2 separate regions of the Oryctolagus cuniculus genome follow, and region 2 is linked to region 1. The links are chromatin contacts, called in public Hi-C maps. All regions are on one chromosome and are shown on one strand. Each heading gives the region's core, a stretch centred on a gene start, on an enhancer-like site or on the middle of the called end of the contact. The rest is flanking DNA. Distances are from core to core; before and after follow the strand shown. Region 1 overlaps APOLD1 (apolipoprotein L domain containing 1). Region 2 has its middle 18 kb from the start of GPRC5A.

The links. Hi-C and Micro-C count contacts between places; a contact is called where the count stands out from the background.
Region 2: a contact with region 1 is called in a Hi-C map of skin fibroblasts, with 4 times the contacts expected there. The contact joins two enhancer-like sites. A contact is called at or near these places in 3 of 6 Hi-C or Micro-C datasets (embryonic fibroblasts, skin fibroblasts and an unstated tissue).

The regions. Positions count from the first base shown.
Region 1 is chr9:110,433,818-110,436,517 of mOryCun1.1, forward strand. APOLD1 (apolipoprotein L domain containing 1) reads left to right here. Exons shown (of 3, transcript XM_051850268.2): 3 at 790-2,700. The coding sequence starts at 968. The coding sequence ends at 1,708. Among named protein-coding and RNA genes, the nearest start is that of DDX47, 24 kb to the right of the region's middle. Within about 2 kb of position 1,319, at least 3 of the 8 cell types and tissues checked have an H3K27ac peak or open chromatin away from gene starts, as enhancers often do.
Region 2 is chr9:110,542,052-110,544,751 of mOryCun1.1, forward strand. No RefSeq gene overlaps it. Among named protein-coding and RNA genes, the nearest start is that of GPRC5A, 18 kb to the left of the region's middle. Within about 2 kb of position 1,335, at least 4 of the 8 cell types and tissues checked have an H3K27ac peak or open chromatin away from gene starts, as enhancers often do.

The DNA of each region.
Region 1 (2,700 bases), core at 69-2,568:
GTTTCAACTTCCTCATCACCCAGGTGAGAATGAATTCTGCCCTGATATCTCATGGTTTTGAAATGCTCTATGTCTATGACTTATCTGCCACTAGAAATTCCTAAGAAAGAGGAGGACAGTGGATACCAAGGCAAGAACCCCTGGCGAGCAGAAAAGATGGGCTTTTTACCCTAGGACATACCATTTTCTCCATTTCCTCCCATTGGTTTCAATCCATCAAGGTACCAGGCGGCTCTCAGTGACTGGTAGAGCAAACACATGTTGGCCACTTAATTTTGCTGTCAGCCACTTTCAAAACAAAGAGAGCCACAATGGTATTAATTTAATAGTTTTAATTAAACTTTTGCCAAATATTGAGCTATCTGAAGACCAGATGTGCCCCAGCTGGAATCAGTGACCCCAACCACACCTTAGGCTGGATGAATATTTAGCCAAGAATTGCTTCATGTGAGCACCAGGCTTGGCTTCTTATGGACAATATGACTTTTTTCACCTATGACAGAGAAAGGGGGAGAGGTGGAACAGGGAGGAGGGGGGAGGGAGGAAGAGAGAGAGAAATTGTGTTCCAAATCTCCCTTGCCCAAAACTATAACGAAAGAGCTTCGCAAGCCGTGCAATCCACCACTTGTGAGGCTCTTTCAAACAGAGCTACGGCTTCAGGATTGGCGTAGCCATCTAATGCCCTCTCCCATCACGCCAAGCCCAGCTCTTGCTTAACAGATAGTGGACGCAGTCCATCACCAGGGTTCCCCGGGGAAGACGCTCAAAGAGCATTATTCCTATTCGCAGATGCGGACCTGAGGAACAGAGGACCCGTGATTCCCGCTCAGATCCCAGCGCCGGCTCCCGCGGACTTGACCCGCTTCCCGCAAGGTGGCAGTAGCGGCTCCGCGGAACTTCGACGACCCCCAGCTTGAGGACGGCGGCGAGGCCCCTGGCTGACCGCGCCTCCGAGTCCGCGCAAGCCATGCAAGGCCCGGCGGCCTGGGAGCGGCGGGACGCCGACGCGCTGCGGCGCTTCCAGGGGCTGCTGCTGGACCGGCGCGGCCGGCTGCACGGCGAGCTACTGCGCCTGCGCGAGGTGGCGCGGCGCCTCAAGCGCCTCCGCCGGCGCTCCCTGGCGGCCAACCTGGCGGGCAGCTCGCTGAGCGCGGCGGGCGCTGTGGCCGCCGTCGTGGGGCTCTCCCTCAGCCCGGTCACGCTAGGGGCCTCGCTGCTGGCGTCCGCCGTGGGGTTGGGGGTAGCCACGGCCGGAGGGGCCGTCACCATCACGTCCGACCTCTCCCTGATCTTCTGCAACTCCCGGGAGCTACGGAAGGTGCAGGAGATCGCGGCCACGTGCCAGGACCAGATGCGGGAGCTCCTGAGCTGCCTCGAGTTCTTCTGCAGCTGCCACGGGCGCGGGGACCGCCAGCTGCTGCAGAGCGGCAGGAACGCCTCCATGGCCCTGTACAACTCCGTCTACTTCATCGTCTTCTTCGGCTCACGCGGCTTCCTCGTCCCCAGGCGGGCAGAGGGGGCCACCAGGGTGAGCCAGGCCGTGCTGAAGGCCAAGATTCAGAAACTGGCCGAGAGCCTGGAGTCCTGCACGGGGGCCCTGGACGAACTCAGCGAGCAGCTGGAGGCCCGGGTCCGGCTCTGCACCAAGTCCAGCCTCGGCCACGACCTCAAGATCTCAGCTGACCCGCCCGCGGGGCTGTTTTTCTGAGAACATCCTTTCCCGCCCATGACCGAGGCCAGACGCCATCCCCATGGGATGCTCCAAATCTGTAACTCCCGCAGGAAAACCCTGAGCTGAGTGCAAAGACTGAGGAAAACTGTGCCAAGCGGGAGGGTCTCCAAGGCCCTTTACCCTCACGTGTGACTTCCTGTCTGGGTTTGGGGGCTGCGGACTTTTGCGTGTTCCTGAGGGACAATGTGAACTGAAACCTTTTCCCCTTTTCTGTCTTCCACAGTGGGAGACACTCCTGTTTCAAAGTCATTTGGGGTGGGACGGAGGAGGCAAGGGCTCACTACCATGGTGGCTTTTATTTTTAAATTTTTATTTCTTTATTTTTTATTTATTTGAAAGGCAGAGAGACAGATAGCGATCTTCTGTCTACCGGTTCACTCTCCAGATGCCTGCTACAGCCAGGGCTAGGTCAGACAGAAGCAAGTAGCCCAGAAATCAATCTGGATTTCCCACATTGGTGGCAGGGGCTCAAGTTCTTAGAACATCACCTGCTGCCTCCTAGGGTGTGCATCGGCAGGATGCGGCATTGGAAGCAGAGCTGGGCCTGGAATCCAGGCACTCTGACATGGGATGAGGCCCCTGCACCATATGCCTGCCCCTGCTCTGGTGGTTTGAGCTGAGACTGGAGAGGATACCCCCCCCCCCCCGTCCCCTCCAAATTCCACTAGGCTTTGATGTCCTCAAAGTGCCCCTAAGAGGAGACACCTGTTTTTAAGCCGCTCTTCCAGAGTTTGTGGTAACAAGGAATTTCAGAACCCAGAGCAAACCTGCGCCTCATTAAGCTTCATAGGAAGATTCAGGACCCAGAGAGGGACCTGGAACTGGCTTGCCCCGCTCCTCCCTCCAGTAGCCTGGGAATGGAGCTGACTTTTCCTGGTTGGCTTCAAGCCAGACCTGCAGATGCTTCGAGAGGGGAGGCCAGCTGAGCAGTCATGAAGTCCTGCCTGTTGTATGAAGAAGCTGAGGCC
Region 2 (2,700 bases), core at 85-2,584, 110 kb after region 1:
GAAGGGAGCAGGTGATGGCTCAAATCGTTGGGTCCCTGAAACCTACCCGGGAGACCTGGATTGATTTCCCAGCTCCTGCCTTTACAGCCCAGCCATGGCTGTTGTGGGCATTTGGGGGAGTTAACTAGTGGATGGGAGATCTTTGTCTACCTCTCTAATAAATAAAAAAAAATTTTTTTTTAAATCCCCAAACTTAATAGGATCTGGGAATGGCAGCCATCCCTGGGAACGTATTTTCTTTCTAAGAAAAAAAGTGGTCAGTGAGACTGAGCAAGTGGGCTGTGGCCTCAGTGAATTCTCCAGAAGCACTTGTCACCGCCCTTGGCTGTCAGCTCATCTCCAGGTCTCACGTCTTCTGCACATGTCTAAACTCCTCTGTTATTGAGACGATGTTTCAGGGGCTCTTCGCCTTGGAGAAGAGGAGTCCAAAGCTCTTCCTGGCGCCCCCATCTCCAGCTGGGCTGCATTAGATCGTGCTGAAAGCGTAGCCCCGCCTGGTGCCTGGGGGACGCCAGGTGATTGATAGCAGGGAAACAAAGTGCTGTCTCCTTGGAACTAAGTGGGGATAATGAAATAAAGCTTGACGATCTTTGTCATTTTTCATTGTCAGAAGAGAAAGAACCTGTGCCTCTGATTCACCGGGCAGTGCTGCCATACCCTCTGCTTCCACTGGATGGCGGTAAAACCCCAGGTTTGAGCCCTCAGGGACTCAGCCCTGTCAGCCACAGACCTGCAAAGTTGCTTTTCTGTGAAGCCAGCTGCAGCTAAAGGCCAAGGGGTGGGGGTGGGGGGCGTTTAAAAGGCTTTCCTTGCGTGTTTGTGCTCAGTCCTTTGGCAGAATTTCTTTGCCCTTTGTCTTCTTTTCGTGAAACTCTGCGAGGCGTATCCGGCCTATTTGCATGCAGTCTGGCGTCTTTACAGATAATCATCTCATAGGCTGCTGTTATTAATGTGAAGTCATATTTACAGGGTGAGAACCTTGGCTTCATGTTTGAAAAAGTGTGCCAAAACGGAGAGCTCAGGCTGACCCTGGACATGCAAGCGTCAGCCCCATTCCGCTGCACACCCGCCCCCGCCCCGTGCGTCCTGAGTTTCCTTCCTTTATTTCCAGATGTGAACTTTTTGCCAGGAGCTGACCGGTACCCAGCTGGTCTTTCCTTTCCTTGCCCGCCTCCTTCTGTTGCTACCGTTGTTTGCAGGTTTACTCACCACCCAGCCCCATGTGAAACATGGGATTACTTCAGACTGGGAGGCGACAGCAGCAGAAAAAATTTTTTCTCAAGTGTGGAGCGCTGAGACTCCTTGGTTTGTAGACTGCTACCCTTAGAAGTTCTGTGGCCTGGCCTTGTGGTTGTTTTCTGGAATTCCTTCTGTTCAGGCAGACCAAAGCTTTGCCCTTCTTGGCTCTAGGAGTTTCTAAGGGCACAGATGCATCCTTGTGGCAAATGTGTGGGTGCTTGACCCTGAGTGCCGCAACCTTCAGATTTCTAGAACCTTCCTGATCTTTCTGGAACACTCCAGAACCTAAGATTTGAGAGTTTGGGCCCTCCTTTTGGAGAAGAGGAAACTCAGGGCTGGTGGAGTTAAAACCACCAGGACCAGATTTCTGGGTCTCTGCTCTTTCTGCTGTAGATATGTGGTCAGTTCTAGACCCTTTCCCCAAGGGAGTATTGAGTAAAAAAAAATCAGATGAAATGAAATGAAATGACATATATTTTAAGCATTCCTCTTGTTTTCCTTTGCCCATTTGCCTTTTCTTCCCTTGATTTCTCCTCTGGTCGTCTTCTCTCCTCTACGTAAGCCATGGGGAGAGGGAGTGGGTGAGAACTGTGGGGAGCAATCCGGACTGGACTAAGTTACTGGAATTAAGACTTATTCTATGCATCTGCTCTCCCACAATATGGCGCTGGGAGAGAAGAAAACAGCTTCTGCACAGCTGCCTCCAGTTCAATCAATAAACTGTAGGACTTGCTCCTGATTGGAGAGCAGCGTACTCGGCGTGTGGGCAGCCGAGTTAGGATTGGCGGAGGAGGACTATAAAGGAGGAGAGAGACGGCATGCACCAGGAACATCTAAGGGGAACATCTAGCTGAAGGAGCACCTGTGCAGCCCCCGAGACGAGCCGGCCGGCGGTGTGCCGCTCCCCTGCGGAAGTGGGGAATGTGGCCAGGGGGAACTGCCCTTCCACGGAGGTGGAAGGGATAGTAGCCAACCCAGGAAGAACCAGCAGCAAACCCGGGGAGGGCCGAGCAGACGAAAGAACAGCGCAGGGTCCTGTGTTGCTCCTCCACGAAGAGGGGGAGCGACATAATGGTGCCGTGACTCGGATATGAAGCCTAGGCAGGGTTTGGTGTCGTTCCTCCACGAAGAGGGGGAGCGACAAGAACGGATGTTTTCTGGTTAACTATAGGTCCTTTGCTTCTTGGGAATGTAGGTTGTCAAAGCAGGAACCGCGACACGAGGCAAAGAGTTCGTCTTCATTTTCCCCGGCCCATGGGATAATCCTTCAACTTCCTTGGGACCAGTTTCGAGTCAGAACTCCACACTCTCTTCTCTGTGTGGAGGAACCAGGGGGCAGGGGCCACACCCCTGGAGAATCCCTCACTCCCTGTGGTGTGTGGGAGAGCACAGGAGGAGGGAGTCCTTGGAACGTTTTTGGAAGTAACTGTGTTTCTAACCCCCTAACTTGAGCCATGTGTC